2 separate regions of the Mus musculus genome follow, and region 2 is linked to region 1. The links are chromatin contacts, called in public Hi-C maps. All regions are on one chromosome and are shown on one strand. The core of a region is the stretch at or near the end of the contact, and the rest is flanking DNA. Distances in the headings are between cores, read along the strand shown. Region 1 overlaps Kctd8 (potassium channel tetramerisation domain containing 8). Region 2 holds the start of Kctd8 (potassium channel tetramerisation domain containing 8).

Evidence for each region. Hi-C and Micro-C count contacts between places; a contact is called where the count stands out from the background.
Region 2: a Hi-C map of cortical neurons shows a contact between it and region 1, with 2.1 times the contacts expected there. The contact joins the promoter of Kctd8 here to the enhancer-like site in region 1. A contact is called at or near these places in 1 of 39 promoter capture datasets (pre-B cells), 3 of 484 Hi-C or Micro-C datasets (cerebellum and cortical neurons) and 2 of 9 other capture datasets (liver and pancreatic islet).

Annotation. Positions count from the first base shown.
Region 1 is chr5:69,231,774-69,235,284 of GRCm38.p6, reverse strand. All of the region lies in intron 1 of Kctd8 (potassium channel tetramerisation domain containing 8), which reads left to right. Among named protein-coding and RNA genes, the nearest start is that of Kctd8, 110 kb to the left of the region's middle. Within about 2 kb of position 1,489, at least 7 of the 459 cell types and tissues checked have an H3K27ac peak or open chromatin away from gene starts, as enhancers often do. A contact at or near this core is called in cortical neurons, where this site is marked.
Region 2 is chr5:69,340,375-69,343,864 of GRCm38.p6, reverse strand. Kctd8 (potassium channel tetramerisation domain containing 8) reads left to right here and starts at 2,156. Exons shown (of 2, transcript NM_175519.5): 1 at 2,156-3,490. The coding sequence starts at 2,564.

The sequences.
Region 1 (3,511 bases), core at 240-2,739:
AATATCAAGAGCTTTTGGGTCTTCCCAATGGTCAACTCATAGTGCAGTGTCCCATCCCATCACCAGACTTTTGTTTAAGAACCCACAGCTGCAAGGGACTGCTGTTTGTTTGTTTGATTGATTGATTGATTTTGGCAAGGAAAATCTCTCTCTTTGAACAAGCACTTTTTAAAATTCAACTCTGTTTCATTTGATTTTATTGATGCCTAATTAAGATAAAATAAAATGTTCCTATTTATAAGCATAGGATTTTGTTTGTTGTACTTTTTGTGTTTATGTTTCATACAAAGCACGTTGCTAGGCAATAATTTTAATAATTATTCATTTGCATTTGAAAGCAAATGCAATGGCATGGATCTCTGTGCAGGTTATTTAAATGCCAGAAAATAAAGTAATACATTGGTATTTGATTTGAGAAAGAGGCATTGCTATTATTCCCTGTAAAGGAAATACCAATGAAAGTATGCACACATTCTCAAAGTGCTTTGGCAGTTAATATTTTAATACTCTTTCAAATTTAATAATGTTGTATTGTACTTGCTTATAGCAGTGTTTGACAGCAAGCATGGGGACACTGCAAATGACAGATTTTTAAAAAACCCTTTAAGGCTGCACAATTGTTTGAGTTAAGTACTTTATTCTGTGAAATAAAATATCAAGTCATTCAGCACTGAGTAATTTGTCAAAAGTTATAAACTAGTTGGTGGGAAATCTACAATGCAAATGTAGAGTTCGTTTCCCGACATACTATATGATTAGTTTCTACCTAGTAGATAATCCATATATAGAATTAAATCAGCCATAGGGTAAATAATAAATAACTTTTCCTCAGGCTATTATTCTTAAACCCTGATTATTTTAATCATCCCTGAGGGTTTAATCTGAGTTTTTGTATTTATAAAATCTCTGGCAACCATAGAAACTGTGAGGAACTTTATGCAAATATTCTTTATGGCCTTGTGTATCAAATTTGAAATATTTTTACTAGAAAGTATGAAACCGAATTGTAATTATGAGAAAACAGAGATGGGAAACAAACTCACATATAGGATACTTTCTTGAGGAAAACAGAATCTGAGAGACTAATGTGCATAAAAAATTCACATTTAAGGACTTGATTTAATTTTAGTTGTTTGCAGATGAACTGCACAAACTGCCAGAAGTAAAATTAAAGCGGAAAAAAAAACTGTATTTTTAATTTCACTGCACACGGAGCTTGAATTTTCTAGATACAAAAATTAGAAAACTCCTTGACCCCTGCCTTGATATGCTTCAGTTGTTTAAGCTGCAGTTTTATTTTCTCACAAATTAAAAACCATATTATTCGCCAAAGAGCCATTAGAGGAACAAATCTTCCTTGAAAGTGTTCTGAAACAACCTCTGCCTCCATCCTTTTGTAATTTCATTTGCAAGCTGAGAGCCGACTGGAGCATGCCAGAAGCAGCTGAAGAGAGAAGGAAGGAGGGATGTTTTATGTAACAAGATTAGCTCTCTCTTTTTGGAAGGATAGAGGATGCAACAGACAAGCTGTGATTTCCCTGTTAGAGTACCTGCTACTCATGCATGGAAATATTATGGGAAACAGCTTGCCTTCCAATGTTTGTTAATTAGAGACACAACAGTATGGATCTCGCCAACAACAAAGAAAAAAAGAAACTAATAGACAAGTTTGATGTGAAGCATAGGGAAGAGTGACTGGTTTGTGGAAGAAAGAAGAGCAGACGTGTGAAAATAAGATGAAGCCTAAGCCAAATGGATAAATTGAATGAATAATGTAAATCATTTTTATTGGAGTTCAAATTCCAAATTGGGCAATCAAATTAAAATAGGTATATGCAAAAGGGATGGGGTGTAGACATGAGGTTTTCTTCATGTCATGGTCTTAATAACTTTCAGCCAATAAAATTTCCAGTAGTCACAATTCTAAATTCCTAAGGACTCAAGACACAAGACCCTTCCCCCAAATCCCCAAATCTTGCCTGTTCTAAATCTAGAAAATATAGGCAGCTATTAATATAAACAGAATAGCACACACACGCGCGCGCCTACACACACACACACACACACACACACACACACACCATTGGGATCATAGACCTTTGGTGTTGTCATTATGAATATTAGTTACCTAAAACATGCAGTGACATATATTTGTTTACAGAGGAAATAGACAAAATGTTTTTGAGCCAGCCAATATGAGACCACTAAAGAGAGTAGTTAATATTAGAATATTCTTTATAAACATTACCTGGACTGTGGGCCATGGAAGGCAACTTAATGAAACATTGGACAACATTCTGTGATGAATATTTATTAGTCGACTTTAAGAATCTAAAATAGACACAATCTCTTATGTGAGGTAGCCTACATTCTATCATGTGCAGCTTACAGTCTATTATATAATCTACTGTGTGGACCGTTTATATTTTATAAATATGCATGAATGTTCCAAGAGAACTTGGGGAAACTTTAAATGTAATTCTGAGTTAAAATGTTATGTCAACATATAAGAGATGAGACCAAGTGCATGCCTATTTGATTTAAAGAGAAAGGCTAGTTTCCATATTGTAAATTCAGTTTTAATTGGATACAAAATAATAACAAAAGGAAGCCCATGCTCAATAGAATCACATTAACTGTACCCTGAAGTATAGTAAGGAGAAAGTCCAAGATGGAAAGCTGTGCCCATGGGAGAGATGCCATTTTCCTTAGCAACATTCAAATGTTCCTGTCTCAGGGTAAGGCCATCCCATTGTGAAAGATGCACACACCAGTTAACCTAATCTCACCATTAGATATTAAGTGCATTGAGTGAGTCTTCTTTGTTTTAACTCACTGCTCTCCTGGCCTCTCTTTTTCATTAGGTTTTTATTACCAATATTAATTATAGGTGATAATGGATTTCATTACAGCTTATTTTTCTTTCTTTTTTATTATTAATCATTTTATTCATTTACATTTCAAATGATATCCCCCCTTACTGGTTTTCCCCCCACAAACACCCTATTCTATCCCCACCTCTCCCTCTTCCTGTTTGCCTCTATGACGGTGCTTCTCCACCCACCTACCCACTTCTGCCTCACCGCTCTAGCATCCCCCTATGCTGAAGCATCAAGCCTCCATAGGACCAAGGACCTCCTCTCCCTTTAATACCAGATAAAGCTATTTTCTGCTACATATATATTTGGAGCCATGGATTCCTCCATGAATACTCTTTGGTTGGTGGTTTAGTCTCTAGGAGCTCTTGATGGTCCAGTTAGTTGATATTATTCTTCCTATGGGATTATAGTTCCCTTTAGTTCCTTCAGTCCTTTCCTTATCTCTTCAACTGGGATCCCTGAGCCCAGTCAAATGGTTGCCTGTGAGTATTTGTATCTGTATTAGTCAAGTGCTGGCAGAGCCTCTCAGGGAACAGCCATACCAGGTTCCTGTCAGCAAGTGCTTCTTGGCATCAGCAATAGTGTCTGGGTTTGGTGTCTGCAGATGGCATGGATCCCTAGGTAGGGTAGTC
Region 2 (3,490 bases), core at 907-3,406, 110 kb before region 1:
GGATATGGATATTCTAGAGTAAGTAATATTTAAACTGGGAGGAAAAATTAAGCAGGGGGAAGGGAGTAGATGGAAGAAGAAAGGAGTTTACAGCAGAGAGCACGTTGAGTAGAGACATTCCAATTTTCTATTTGTTCAGTCAGGAGTTTGGTTGGAGAGCATAGATGAGAAAGAAGGTATGCAGAAGGAAGAGATTAAGGAGAAACACTCAATCAATGTTGAAGAGATAATTTTCAAAAGCAATATGTGACACAATACCACTCGCAATGAGATTTACTATGAATTACTAGAGTGATTTTACTTAGAGTATAAAATTCTGACCATCTCATAAGTTTGTTTTATGTAACACCAATGAAAATACATCTTAAGCTGATAGCATCAGTAATCTCTTGTTTCTGTGTCCATATTCATATTTGTCTGTATATCCATTTCATTAGAATGCAAGAGTCTGCACCATCCTCATCATTCGGGACATTTACTTCATGATAAATGGGCCTCATTAGTAGCAGTTTGAGGCATTATTACTTATTCATCTATGAAAGTTATAAAACTTTTCTTAATTCATTTTCCAGAAACCATTATTTTAAAGGACAAATATTTTCTTATTCTTCAAATGAGGTAGAAGACAATGTACCTTTTCGGATTGTTTCCAACGTTCTATTTAAGCATTTAAGAAAAAAAAAAAAGGACTTAAATCAATTTTACTTCTCAATTTTATTTATCAACATAACTTGAGGATGAGGTATTATGTTTGAGTAAGAGGAGTCAGTGAACATGCCTATTGCAAGCCTTCTTTTAAGTCTTAATCATTTGACAAAAGTATTGTGTCCTTTCATTGGTCCATTAAGCTCAGGCTGCCTCAGGTAATCTAACTTTCAAAATTGATGTAGCATTCTCTGTGGATGCGGCTTATAAGAATCAATGAATTAAATATAGTTTGTAATGCCCAAATAATAGGATATTCATCATTTATGAAAATGTAAGGTTATACCCGAATCTCAAATCCATTACTATTTGGGTGATTTTGAGTGGGAGGAACCATAGAGAAGCATTTGGGGTGGGGATTATAACAGTAAAGTTTGTATGTAATTTTTATTTATAAATACTTTTGGAGCAAACTCCTTTGTGTCTCAAAACTCCATATTCAGTTTAGCATTTTGTAAGACAATGATTCCCATTTATGGTCATTAAGTTACACCTAGTGCTGGACAGCCTGTTAAATTATCTAGCAATGGAAAGGAATTTCTCTTCTGAATTTCAGTCTTCTTTTTCCATCACAAATAACGCTGATTTGTATTTGTGAGCAGAGCACTAGAGTTAGGGAGACAACAAAGCATAAGTCATCCTCTTGCTCTGAGAGACTGCAAGGGAAATAAAAAGAAGGATGGATCAGGAGGATCAAGATTAGAAAAAAATAAAATAAAATTGTCCCCTTTCTGTCTCTTCCTCAACTTCTGTGCATCAACTTTTGTGACCTTGGTTGCAGAGAGTTGCTTTGTTACTCATAGTCCTTTATTGCTTTTGTGAAATGGAATCAAACTTATGAGTTTTAAATCCTAACAGGATGTAGAATATCAGTTACAATCACGTCATTTGATGCCAAGGGATAGGTAAAGGGGGATCTGCCTCTCTCTCTCTCTCTCTCTCTCTCTCTCTCTCTCTCTCTGTATACACACACACACACACACACACACACACACACACACACACACACAATCACACACACACTTTAAAGATACAATAGTTGGGATTCAACTCCACCTAGCTCACAGCCCCCAGCCCTTTAACAAACACAGCCCAAACGCCAGTATCTGCAACACAATAGCTGAGAATTCAGGTTATAGGCCCTCTCTTTGAAGAGAGTAAAGCTAGTTTTGTTAAGGAGGAAGATAAGAAAGAATTGGGGGCGGGGTGCGGAGAGAAAATAAATGAGATTCTGTTGCAATGAAGAGAGTTGTAGTCCACTTTCTCTGGATTCTTTGTGTTGTCCTCTTCAGCTTTGTCCCATCCTGTCTTTCTCCTTTTGCCCCTGCCCTCATCCCAGTTCCCTAGCTCTGGAGTCGCCAGGCCAGCCCCAGAGCCTATCCCTTTAAATGACAGCTGTGGCTCCAGTCCCAGTTCGGAGCTTGACGTCAGTGCCACCTCCTGGGCTGCTAGTAGTTAGCGCCGGCGCCGGCGCTCCCGGCTGAGGCGCGCTGGCTCGCCTGCAGCCGGGGGTGAGTTTTCTTCGCTCCGGCCCCGCCTCCTGCCCTCCCCTCGGAGAGCCGCGCGCAGCCCCCGAACCTCCTCTCCAAGTCTCTCGCACAGTTGCAGTCGGTCACCCTAAAGGAGCAGCCGTGCTCGCTCGCGGAGGTCCATTCCTGAGAGTCTCTCCCCGATGGAGCTTGGGCGCCTCCGACGCCGCTGCTGCCGGGAACCCTGAGCAGCGCCGGGTGCCCTGAGGACCGCGCCGGCCAGCCAGAGAGTGCAGGGCTACCGGGCGCACGCCGAGGACCCGGGACCTCGAGGCTCTGGGAAGCACTCCGTGCGGCTCTCCTGGGTCACCTGGCCGGTGGCTGGGACCATGGCTCTGAAGGACACGGGCAGCGGCGGCAGCACCATCCTCCCGATCAGCGAGATGGTGTCCGCGTCCAGCTCTCCCGGCGCTCCGCTGGCCGCCGCCCCGGGGCCCTGCGCCCCGTCGCCCTTCCCCGAGGTAGTGGAGCTGAATGTTGGCGGCCAGGTTTATGTGACCAAGCATTCGACGTTACTCAGCGTCCCGGACAGCACTCTGGCCAGCATGTTCTCACCCTCTAGTCCCCGGGGCGGCGCTAGGCGCCGGGGCGACTTGCCCAGGGACAGCCGCGCGCGCTTCTTCATCGACCGCGACGGCTTCCTCTTTAGGTACGTGCTGGATTACCTGCGCGACAAGCAGCTGGCACTGCCCGAGCACTTTCCCGAGAAGGAGAGGCTCCTGCGCGAAGCAGAGTTCTTTCAGCTCACCGACCTGGTCAAGCTGCTGTCGCCCAAGGTCACCAAGCAGAACTCGCTCAACGATGAGTGCTGCCAGAGCGACCTGGAGGACAACGTTTCCCAGGGCAGCAGCGACGCACTGCTGCTGCGTGGGGCGGCGGCTGGCGCGCCCTCGGGCTCTGGGGCACATGGTGTCAGTGGTGTAGTCGGTGGTGGCAGCGCTCCGGACAAGCGCTCTGGGTTCCTCACCCTGGGCTACCGTGGCTCTTACACCACGGTGCGAGATAACCAGGCAGATGCCAAGTTCAGGCGTGTGGCGCGCATCATGGTGTGTGGGCGCATAGCCTTGGCCAAGGAGGTCTTTGGGGACACTCTTAATGAGAGTCGCGACCCTGACCGTCAGCCTGAGAAGTACACATCCCGCTTCTACCTCAAGTTCACCTACTTGGAGCAGGCGTTCGATCGACTGTCTGAGGCCGGCTTCCACATGGTGGCGTGCAACTCCTCTGGCACTGCCGCCTTTGTCAACCAGTACCGA